Linked DNA regions of Macaca mulatta: region 1 is linked to region 2. Evidence: chromatin contacts called from public Hi-C data. All regions are on one chromosome and are shown on one strand. The core of a region is the stretch at or near the end of the contact, and the rest is flanking DNA. Distances in the headings are between cores, read along the strand shown. Region 1 holds the start of GNPNAT1 (glucosamine-phosphate N-acetyltransferase 1). Region 2 holds the start of STYX (serine/threonine/tyrosine interacting protein).

Region 1 (6,293 bases), core at 2,501-5,000, 69 kb before region 2:
GGAGGCTGGGAAGAGCAAGAGCATGGTACCAGTGTCTGTTGAGGGTCATCCCATGGCTGAAGGCATCACATGGAAGGAGTGGTGTAAGAGAAAGCAAGAGAGGGAGGAGCTGAACTCATCCTTTTTTATCAGGAACCTACTCCCATGGTAACAGCATTAATCCATATTATGTGAGGGAAGAGCACTCATGACCTAATCACCCCTTAAGGGCCTCCCCCTCTTAATACTGTACCATGGCAATTAAATCTAAATGTGAGTTTTGGAGGGGACATTGAAACAATAACAGAGAATTATAACTTTAAGACCATATTAAGTATGTACCATATTACCTTTTTTTTTTTTTTTTTTGAGATGGAGTCTCGCTCTGTTGCCAGGCTGGAGTGCAGTGGCGCGATCTTGGCTCACTGAAACCTCCACCTCCTGAATTCCAGTGATTCTCCTGCCTCAGCCTCCTGAGTAGCTGGGACTACAGGCGTGCACCACTACGCCCAGCTAATTTTTGTATTTTTAGTAGAGATGGGGTTTCACCATGTTGGCCAGGATGGTCTCGATCTCTTGACCTCGTGATCTGCCCACCTCAGCCTCCCAAAATGCTGGAATTACAGGCATGAGCCACCGTGCCCGGCCTGTACCATATTTCATCCAGTCTTAGACACATCCATTGTATGACACACCATTAATTTATATACCACTAAGAAAGAAACAATGTGGCTAATTTAAAACTATAATATCTTATCACTTGGAACTTGTAATACCTAGTGAAACAACTCTTTTATATTTAATTAGACATGGATTGTTATATCTAATTCCTGTGCAAACATTAAGAGGAAAATATAAATGAAATAAATTGGTTAAGGTATTCTTTTTTTGAGGGGGATGGAGTCTCGCTCTGTCACCCAGGCTGGAGATCAATGGGCACAAGCTCGGCTCACTGCAATCTCTGTCTCCCGGGTTCAAGTGATTCTCCTGTCTCAGCCTCCTGAGTAGCTGGGACTACAGGTGTGTGCCACCACACTGGTTAATTTTTGTATTTTTCTGAGACAGGGTTTCACTATGTTGGCCAGGCTGGTCTTGAACTCCTGACCTTGTGATCTGCCTGCCTCAGCCTCCCAAAGTGCTGGGATTACAGGCGTCAGCCACTGTGCCTGGCCAAGGTATTCTTAAACTTCTCGTTCAGGCCAACATTCCTGAATCATTTCTCAACTGAATCACTGACATCCATGTTTTTCCATATAATAGCCTTATCTGTGCCGATGAGGATATTGTTGTTGGTTGGACGTGGTGGCTCACACCTGTAATCTCAACACTTTGGGAGGCCGAGGTGGGCGGATCACAAGGTCAGGAGTTCAAGACCAGCCTGGCCAACATGGTGAAACCCCATCTCTACTGAAAATACAAAAATTAGTTGGGTGTGGTGGCGTGTACCTGTAATCCCAGCTACTCAAGAGGCTGAGGCAGGAGAATTGCTTAATCGGAGCCCAGGAGGTGGAGGTTGCAGTGAGCTGAGATCATGCCACTGCACTCCAGCCTGGGCTACAAAGTAAGACTCCCTCTCAAAAAAAAAAAAAAAAAAAAAAAAAAAGGAATATTGGTGAATGCAGCATTTCTTCTAAGAATCTAGAAAAATAAATAAAAATCACCAAAGGACATTCCAATGGTTCCATTAAACCAGAAGTTGAAACTGTCTCCTGGTTATCTTGGGCTCCTCATTGCCGAGTGAACCTACCTACAGGCAAAGAAAGGGGTTAACTTTACTGGCCAGAGTGATCGACTTTGTCTATTAATGAGAAATTGGGTTCTTATGGCCCAATGTGGGTAAGGAGGAGGATATCTGGAATGTATGAGATCTCTGGGGGTACCTCTTACAAGTCTTGTGTTCTGTGATTTTATATAATTGCTTACATTTCACTTTTTGCTAATTTATAAAATGTACAGCAGTTTGTTGTACAGGAGAAAATCACTGAAAACATCTGACCAGAAATCTGCTAAGAAAAACGGGGAGGGCCAGGTGCTTAAGATTAGTGGTGTGTACATAAGTATTTTTTTAAAATTTTTGTTTGTTTTGAGACAGGGTCTTGCTCTGTGGCCCAGACTGGAGTGCAGTCATGCAGTCATGGCTCACAGCAGCCTCTACCTCCCAAGCTCAGGTTATCCTCCTACCTCAGCCTCCTGAGTAGATGGGACTACAGGCACTTGCCACCATGCCTGCCTAATTTTCAGTATTTTTTTGTAGAGACAGGTTTTTGCCATGTTGCACAGGCTGGTCTGAAACTCCTGGACTCAAGCTCAAGATCCACTTGCCTAGGCCTCCCAAAATGTTGGAATTACAGGTGTAAGCCACCACGCCCAGCCATGAGTATTTATTTTTATTTATGCCTTGTGTATTCTTTTTCTTTTCTTTTTTTTTTAGAGACAGGGTCTTGCTCTATTGTCCAGGCTGCATTCAACCTCGTGGGCTCAAGTGATCCTCCTGCCTCAGCCTTTGGAGTAGCTGAGACTATGGATGCACACCACCACATCCTGTTCATGCCCTATATATTCTTTTGTATGTATGGGTGTAAAAACAGAGATAAAAACAGAGACGTGGATGCCATCAGCTCACTGATGTTTGAAGTTCTGAGAAAGCATAAATCAGTAAAGGAGTTAACTGAAATTTAAATCTCATAAATGAGCAAAAAATATAATGTCTGGTATACGATCTATGGGGTTCTTGAATACTATTGCTTAAGAATAAAATACTTTGCGATTTCAATAAATCGAAAATTATGGTACAAGGCAAGGAAGGGGAGCTACTAGCTACGAGACTAGTAAATTATGTAACATCTCTGAACCTCTGTTTCCTTATCTGTTAAAATAGGGACAAAGTGCTACTTAGGTAAGACACTTCAGAAATGGGGCTCTGAAGGAAGTCACTTTTCTTCTAACGAAAGGTTTCTAAACCTCAGCACTCCAGACATTTCAGGCCAGGTAATTCTTTGTTGTGCGGCGCTGTCCTGCGCATTGTAAGGCGTTTGGCAGTATTCCCGGCCTCTACTCACCTGTGCCCTCCACCATCTGGAGATTCCAATGGCACCTCTCTCCCACATGAGAGGCTGAAAATGATTCATACATTGCCAAATGTCTCCTGGGCGGCAAAACTGTTGCAGTTTTTATTGGATGAACATGAACTCCATGTTCATCCAATAAAGCGTTTGAGGGACTGAGAAATGAAACAAGTCCCAAAGGAGTAGAATGCAGTGGCCCCGACTCCTAGTTTCACGAAGGCAGGAACTGTGACTCAGAGGCCTGGGGATGCGGGGCTCTGAGCTGCCAGTTGGTAGGAAAAGTCCTAATTAATGGATTGAATCATGAAGGGAGGGCAACAAGGGACAAATGGAGAGGGCCAGTGGTCGAGTCTCAGGATCAAAGAGGCCCACACTGGTCACCACTTACGCTGCTGGGCTGACTGCTAGGCAGGCGTACGCAGATAAACCGAGACAATGACGCGGTGGGAAAGGCCTTGTGGAGGGAGGAGGAGGAGCCCGGAGAGCCCAGTTTTGGTCCGGCGGCCACCGCCCCGGGCGCCGACGCGAACCTCAGGCCCCGCCCCTCGTCCTCCTGGTCCGCCCCCGCTCTCCGGGCCCCGCCCCTCGCTCGCTGGGCCTGGGCCGGTGGCGCCTCGGCCCGCGCCTCCGTCTCCGCCTCCGCCCGCCTGCGCGCGGCCCTGCGTGAGGGGGTAGAGGCGGGGTGGAGGCGTTGGCGCTGCCACGTCTGGGCCGCGGTTCCCGACTGTGGCGCGGGCGGTGGAGGAGGAGGTGGGGCTGGCGCTGAAGCCGGATCCGGATCCGGTGCTGTGCACCCTGGTGCGGGAGAGTCCGACGCGCCTGGCAAGGAGCGCCGATCGCGGGGCCTCTACGGGTGAGGAGAGACCGGGGCCGGGGCTCGAGAGCTGGACCGTGTGTCCTGGGGGCTGGGGCGGGCCTGCCTTCAGGTTTATCTAACAGGTGTGACTGGTGCCCCGGCGAGGCCCCCGGGGGTGTTGTGGAGGAGCCGGGCGTTAATCCTCGCCAGCTGGGTGCACATGGTGTGGAGCGCGGGTCCCAGGAAGTTGAACGCACGCGCGCCTGGAGCAAAGGTTAAGGATGATGGCCAGCGGTCCGGCCATACGAGGGTCTTGGCCTGGCAGGACTGGCACTGGGACTGGGGTCGGAACTTCGCTTCCCAGACTTTGGCGTGGGAAATGAGACAGTTGGTCGCGTTCTCTGCAGCCATGGGTTTTGAATGGGCACGAACTTCCCAGGCCCCTTTTTTTCTCCTATTCCCGGGCGCATCCCACGGTGGTCGGGAGCCCCTGAGGCAGCTGCTCCGAAGACCACCTCCGCACCGACTAGGTCGGCGCTTTCCCCACGGTACAGAGGGACATCCTTTGTCTCTTTTTCCTAGGCTCCTACTTCTAGAAACACCGAGTGGTGTACTGTGATTTCTGTTGTAGGAACTGATGTTTATGTAAGCCAAACTAATTTAAAATTTTCATACAAAATTGAACGGACGATTATACGATTCGTTTTGTTAGGATAATCCCTCATGAACGAATCCTAGAATGGATCTTAAGAAATTAATTTAGGCAGGATTTGCCAAATAGGGGAGAGAGCGCTAGCTGTATGGTAGGATGATGTGAAGATTGGGGTCTGCTGAGGATGGTAATCGAGGTCAAGATGCGAAAACAAGAGGATTCTAGCCCCAGGTCACTTATATGCTGTGTTACCTAAGGGGCAAGTCTTGGGAGTTCCAGGTGCTTCAGCTTCCTCATCTGTAGACTGGGAATAACACCTAGATTGTAAAGGTCAAATAAACTATCAGAAAATACTTTTGAAAATTCATGCAGTTACACAATTTAATAAACATGGCCAGGTGTGTTAAAAATCATTAACGAAAGAGATTCAGAATGGATTCTTGTTATCGAAATTGTTATAAAATGAATATAGAGGAATCCGAAGTCCGCCCCTCCCCCATTCACCTGTACTTAGAAGGTGCCCCAGGAGCTCTTGAGAAATACATAGGGTGGTTTAGATTTGGCCTTAGATTATGTTTTTAAAATTTGTAGATTGACTTTTAAAATCTTTATCTCCGGTGTCTATTACTTGTTGCTCTCAGTTGGTTGCTTCTAGCAGCAGCCTCTCTCCCCAATTCGTATTCCAATCTGATACCGAGGCTCAGAAGCCAAATAGTTGAAATTTTGTTTAAAAATATTCAATTGAGTGAAAAAATATTCAATTGACTTGATGACTAGTAAAAATGAATTTGGTGTATGTTTTCCGCGGTATTGTGGCAGTTTGGGAATTTTTTTTTTTTTTTTGTCCTTCTGGATTTTCTGAAATGTGACCTACAAGTAAGTTTTATTCGTTATTCATTCACTAGGCATTATTGGGCTAGGGTTAGGCTTAAACGGGTCTTCTAAACGCCCGCTAATTTAGCAGTTAATCAGAAAAGGTTCTGAGGAATCCTTAAGGAGGGTTAGTGTTTACTATACTTTTTAAAGTTAATCTAAAAACTTTAAAGATCCTAATGATACGAGATTTCGCTTCATGCAACTGTGCAATTTTATTTGCAGAAATTTCCTAGTTTTGCAGTATCTGGGCACTTGAAGATGCTACAAGATTATTTATATAAAGGTACTTATTTAATTATGTTCTAAAACCCTTTGGAACTGGGTTTCAAGTCGTATCTTGCTTCATCTTGCCCAGTACATTAGTTGGGCACCAGCAGAATTTTACCGTTTGAGGAGAGAGTGAGCTAAAGTGGGCCTTCAGTATGGCTCTGTTTTGTAGAAGAGCCCATAAAAACATTTTTGATCTTAATTTCTGATTGCCTGGTTCATAGATTCTTATTTCAATCTGGAATGCTTTGTTTAATGTATTTTGACTAGTCTGATTCCCATTTTCCAAATGTAAGTTCTAAGTGCTGCTTATGACTTAATTTTTAACCCTTGTACAATAATAAGGTAGGGAATATATCTACTGTAGTGCATCTTCAGTGTAATGGTTAAGAGCAGAGTCTGAAGTCATACTACCTAGCAGGACTGGCTACGTAATCTGTAGTAATCCAAATTAAAATGCAGAGTTCTTTGTTAAAAAATTAAGAATTTCAAAACAGTGGCAGCAGGGTATTAAACTAAGTGCAGTGTGCCCTCTGTAACGGCACAGGTCAGGGGCTTCTGAAGCTGGCCCTGTTGCCTCATTTTGAATCCTCACTCTGTTCCTTGTTGGCACTGTAACCTTGAGCAAGTTACTGTGCCTGCTTCCTTATTTGTAAAA
Region 2 (5,650 bases), core at 2,053-4,552:
GTCCTGTAAACCACTCTAGCAAGTTAACTGAACCAAGGAGGGAGTAACGGGAACCCTGATTTCCAGTCAGTCAGGAGTGTATAGGTGACAACCTACTACTTGTGGTTACCATCTGAGGTTGGGGGCACCCTTGTGGGACTGAGCCATTAACCTGTGGGATCTGACTAACTTCAGGTACATACGTGACAGAACTGAATTATGGGACATTCAGTTCATGCCTGCTGGAAAACTGCTTGGTATGGAAAAATCCCCACACATCTGGCAGCACAGAAAAAGAGTATGTTTTCAACAGTCCCACACAGAAAAGACAGGTATATTCCCACCAAGAATTTATCAGTTTTGCAGGAATAAGGCATACATAATGATATATACAGTACCAGATTAAATGCAAAGTCTGGGAAATTTTTAAACTAGAATTTTTAAGATTAGGGCAGGGAAGAATTGAAGTGTATTAAAAAGAACAATAAATTAGGAGGCCAAGGTCCTCCTGGTGTTTTGTGCTACTGTGTTGTTAATTTGGCACATCACTTATTTTCAGTAAGGTACAATTTCTTCACCTGGAATGTGGGACTCCTCTACATTATTTGTAAGGTTGCTTGCAGTTAAGTGCTGAAATTACTGTATCATTTTGAGGATATAAAAGTATACTCCTTCACGGTAGCTGAAGCCTGTAATCCCAGCCCTTTGGGAGGCTGAGGTAGGCGGATCACTTGAGGTCAGGTGTCTGAGACTAGTATGGCCAACATGGTGAAACCTCGTCTCTACTAAAAATACAAAAATTAAACGGGCGTGGTGGCGGGCACCTGTAATCCCAGCTACTCAGGGAGCTGAGGCAGGAGAATCTTTTGAACCCGGGAGGCGGAGGTTGCAGTGAGCGGAAATCGCGCCACTGCATTCCAGCCTAGGCAACAAGAGCGAAACTCCGTCTCAATAAATAAATAAATAAACAAACAAATAAATAAAAGCATACTCTTCATTCACATTATTGCATGTTAAGTATAAATTCATTTTTATAACTAGCCTAAATATGACCTCTTTTTTTCTTATTTAAGAGTATAATTGGCCGGGCACGGTGGCTCACGCCTGTAATCCCAGCACTTTGGGAGGCCAAGGCGGGCGGATCACAAGGTCAGGAGTTTGAGACCATCCTGGCCAACACGGCGAAACCCCGTCTCTACTAAAAATACAAAAAAAATTAGCCAGGCGTGGTAGCGGGTGCCTGTAGTCCCAGCTACTCGGGAGGCTGAGGCAGGAGAATTGCTTGCTTGAACCAGGACCCGAGGGGGAGGCTGCAGTGGGCTGAGATAGCGCCATTGCACTCCAGCCTGGGGCAACAAGAGTGAAAACTCTGTCTCAAAAAAAGAAAAAAATAAAAAAAATAAAAAAAAATAAAGAGTATAGTTTTGGGCCAGGTGCGGTGGCTCACACCTGTAATCCTAACACTTTGGGAGGACAAGGCGGGAGGATCTTGAGGCCAAGAGTTCAAGACCAGCCTAAGGAACAACCCTATCGCTACAAAAAAATAAAATAAAAATAAGCCAGGTGTGGTTCCAGCTACTCGAGAGGCTGAGGTCAAAGGATGGCTTGGGCATGGGAGTTCGAGACTGCAGTGAACTGAGATCGCACCACTGCACTCCATTTTGCAATGGTGATACCCAGTCACAAAGTCTCTACTCTTAAAACAAATGTAATTGTCAAGCATCAATACCACAAGAGCGCCCTCCAAACAAAAATGTGAACCTAGGCCGGGCGCGGTGGCTCACACCTGCAATCCCAGCACTTTGGGAAACCGAGGCGGGCGGATCACAAGGTACAGAGATCGAGACCGCCCTGGCCAAAATGGTGAAACCCGTCTCCCCTAAAAATACAAAAATTAGCTGGGCGTGGTGGAGCGCGCCTGTAGTTCCAGCTACTCGGGAGGCTGAGGCAAGAGAATCGCTTGAACCCGGAAGGCAGAGGTTGCAGTGAACCGACATCGCACCACATAGCACTCCAGCCTGGTGACAGAGCAAGACTCCGTCTCAAGAAAAAAAAGAACCTCAAATGAAGATACTCAATAGAATAAATATTCGGAATAAACTGAATGGTCTCCTAAAAATAGGGCTTCATTTTTCCCAACTACTTTAAAGGTATTTTTAACTAGCGATGTTACATTTTCTTTCTTAATCCTACTAAAGCATAGCTGAGTATCTTCGTCTTGTTAATTTAGCCTCCAGAAAATTCTAATTTAGTAGTCTGCAATGCCGTTAAACGTTAAACTAGCAACAGATGAAAAATAAAATCCGAATAGAAACAGCAGGCAGGGATGTAAGGTGGAGTAAAAATAGCCACGAATTAGAAACCAGGAGAAAAGGTATATAGAATTTTACTTTCAATATTAATTTTCCTCCAAAGGTCGAGATTTCTGATTAAGAGTTATCAGATTCAGATGAGCTAGCTTTGAGACACTTTATTGTGCGGGTCATAGCTTTGTCTAAAAATAAAAAACTTTGGGAAACTTTTCGAAGGCGCGCTTCCAAACTTCAGGCGCCGAGTCTACTCCGCATGTGGGGCCATGTGTCCCACAAGTGAATCGTTTACACCACAGACATTCCTCAAAAGGAGATTAAAACCAACTTCGCTTTCAAGTTACTTTGACAATAAAAGAGGAACCTTACTCCAGGTCAGTCCTGGATGCCAACCAAGCCTAGGGACTCAGGGATTGCTTTTCCTCTTCTCAAATGTAAGTACACCAAACGCTGTCCCTCCGCGGGGTCTGGAAAGGACGAGAAACTCAGTCGGGATTGGAACCGACTGCTCGGCCTCAGAGGTCCCGGGACGCCCTCAGGAGGCAGGGCGCCCGCGCAGGTGGGGGCTAAGACGGTTGGGGACTGGGATCGCCCCTCGGCCGGAGCCACAGGGAGAGGCCTGTGCATGGCAGCCACGGGGCCGACTCACCTCTGCGTCTTCCTTGCACTGTGGAAGGGAAGGGAACTCCAGCTTCATGTCCTCCATGGTGCTGGCCCGCGGGCTGGTGGGTGGGGTGGGAGAGTGTTACACAGCCGGCCGACCCTTGGGCTGGCTGCGGCGGCGGAAGGAAGGAGGGCCGGCGGAGCGGAGGGCTCACAGGCGGGCGGCGGGCTTAAACTAACACACGCAGACTAGAGGGTCCCAGTGACTCCAGCGGCGGCGGCGGCGAAGACGGATAAGAGGAGGGTCGGGCGTTTTACACCCGGCCGCCATGCCGCTGCCGTCTCCCTCCCCTAAAGTCTCCGCAACCCTCAGGCCGCCCAGGATCCAGCACGGGTACCAGCCCGACAACCGTCTCGCTGCCTCCCTCCCGCCCCCTCCACCCGCGCCGCCTCAGCCAATCCCAGCCCACGTTCGCCTTCTGCCCGCCCTCCGCCGCCGCCAGGTGTCAGCGCGCCACCACCCCTGCTCCGCCCCTTCGCTAGAGCGCAGACGCCGGGGGGTGGGGGAGCGGAGCCTCGGTTGCTGCTAGGCCACAGCTCACCCGGCGTGGAGGAGGCGGGGCTGCGGTGGGACAGGACGAGTGAAGGTCCTGGGAAAGGCAGTGGGGCGGTCCGAGCCAGCTCCGCCCTTTCCAGACAGGACGTAGAGCCCTTCTTTAACGTAAGAACAGACAGGCAAAACCTGCTACCCACCAGATAGTGGCATCCGAAAGGAAAGCTATAGTTTCTCCCCTCTCAAAATTCTGCACAATCTATGCTGAGTTTATAACCAAATGAAGAGTTCGATTTAAAATCACGTAGTGCCATACAGAAAATGAAACACCCATCACCTTTAAGCAAAGAATTAAACGGCTCAATGCTTTAACAATCTTAAAAGTATTTTAAGAGTACTTGAAAATACGACTCCGTTTAGATTACCTAGAAAATATCAAGAATGACAACTGAAAAAAATCAGAAAAAGGAACTGATAGCTGACTCAGTAAATTGTGTATAATACTGTAAAGCTTATTCCACTAATTATTATATTTTGAAATAAAATTAATAAACCACATGGCTTTTAATATCTTTTAAAAGGAATTTGCCAGCCTGGGCAAAATAGTAAGACACCCCCCCCAAAAAACTTTCTTTTTTTAATTCCCTGGGCGTGATGGCGTTTGCCTGTAAACCCACAATGAAAAGATTTGGACCAGGCACGGCGGCTCATGCCTGTAATCCCAGCACTTTGGGAGGCTGAAGTGGGCGGATCACCTGAGGTCGGGAGTTTGAGACCAGCCTGACCAACATGGAGAAACCCCGTCTCTACTAAAAATACAAAAATTAGCTGGGTGTGGTGGCCTATGCCTGTAATCCCAGCTATTTGGAAGGCTGAGGCAGGAGAACCACTTAAACCCGGGATGCAGAGGTTGCAGTGAGCCGAGATAGTGCCATTGCCCTCCAGTCTGGACAACAAGAGCAAAACTCTGTCTCAAAAACAGAAAAGAAAGGATTTGTACACCAAATTGATTCTTTAAAAAACAACCACTGCCACAAAGGTAAAAGGCAAGTTACTCATTAACTAAATGCAAATTATAAGTGAAAAGATCACGTAGATATTTGACTTAAACCTCCCCTGACATTCTTTTTATATTGTCACATAAAATGCACTGCCAACACATAGAAACAGAACTGTATAATTTGAGTATTAGATGGCTAACTTGAGCACTCCATTTTCTCTATCACTATTTTAACTGTTCTTCATCTTTTAAAATTAAAAAAAGGCACATAATATCCTGCTAGGAAGTTTTTAATTTGAAGAATTATTGTGTAATTAGCTAGGTCATGTATTTTTGGTTCTTTAGTGTTTATGAAACTGAAGTTGTCTTTTCTTTTCACCAGCATCTTTAATAACTATTTATGCCTAATGATTCCTTTGTGTACTGTTATAGTTTTATTGCCAGATGATACGAGAAAGAATCATGTATAGGTAACAGAAATCTTGTTTTGAACATTTCTGACACTCCTACATCCCCTACATCATACACTCTTAGCCAGGTATCCATAGATACCTAAAGAGTCCTTGGATGAGCCTGGGAAACAATACATTTCCTGAAAGTACAGTATATGCAAAATTGTGTGTATGTTATAATATTTCCTGGAAGAGAGTCCAGACCTTCACATCCTCAACAGGGACCGATCATCTTACATAAACCAAGAAAACTAAGTCACATATTAGCAAATATTCCATTGAATCATACTCTTTAAAAAGTTATGGATGTGTATGTATATTTTCAATTAATCAACAATGAGCTTAATCACAGTAAATGAAGAATAGGTAAATACAATCTGGAAGGAGGAGTATAGACATACCCACACATCCATGTTTTATTTAAGAAGATGATCTTATGAACACCAAGTATGGGTACTATTTTTAAATAATATTCAAAAATCCACAATCCATCTGGGTTATCAAATAGTTTACTTGCTAAAGAACCTAAAGGACCATAGTAAATGTACTCTTAGAAAAGACAAGAATATATATGTAGGAGAACTAAATCAAACAGATTTTATTCAACTTTTTAGATGAGGAAAACAAATGATACAAAATAAGTCATAAGAAATGCTTTCTTATACCACTATCTCAAACAACTTTCAATGTTTTACAAAATGCTCACACAGCAAATATGAAAAGCTTCAACACTCTTCCTTTTGTAACTTGCTGC

Evidence for each region. Hi-C and Micro-C count contacts between places; a contact is called where the count stands out from the background.
Region 1: a Hi-C map of cortical neurons shows a contact between it and region 2, with 3 times the contacts expected there. The contact joins the promoter of GNPNAT1 here to the promoter of STYX in region 2. A contact is called at or near these places in 3 of 14 Hi-C or Micro-C datasets (cortical neurons, fetal cortex germinal zone and fetal cortical plate).

The regions. Positions count from the first base shown.
Region 1 is chr7:125,920,584-125,926,876 of T2T-MMU8v2.0, reverse strand. GNPNAT1 (glucosamine-phosphate N-acetyltransferase 1) reads left to right here and starts at 3,750. Exons shown (of 6, transcript NM_001260699.1): 1 at 3,750-3,897.
Region 2 is chr7:125,852,149-125,857,798 of T2T-MMU8v2.0, reverse strand. STYX (serine/threonine/tyrosine interacting protein) reads right to left here and starts at 3,302. Exons shown (of 11, transcript XM_015143699.3): 1 at 2,938-3,302. The coding sequence starts at 2,994. PSMC6 (proteasome 26S subunit, ATPase 6) reads right to left here. Exons shown (of 14, transcript XM_028851551.2): 14 at 5,469-5,650.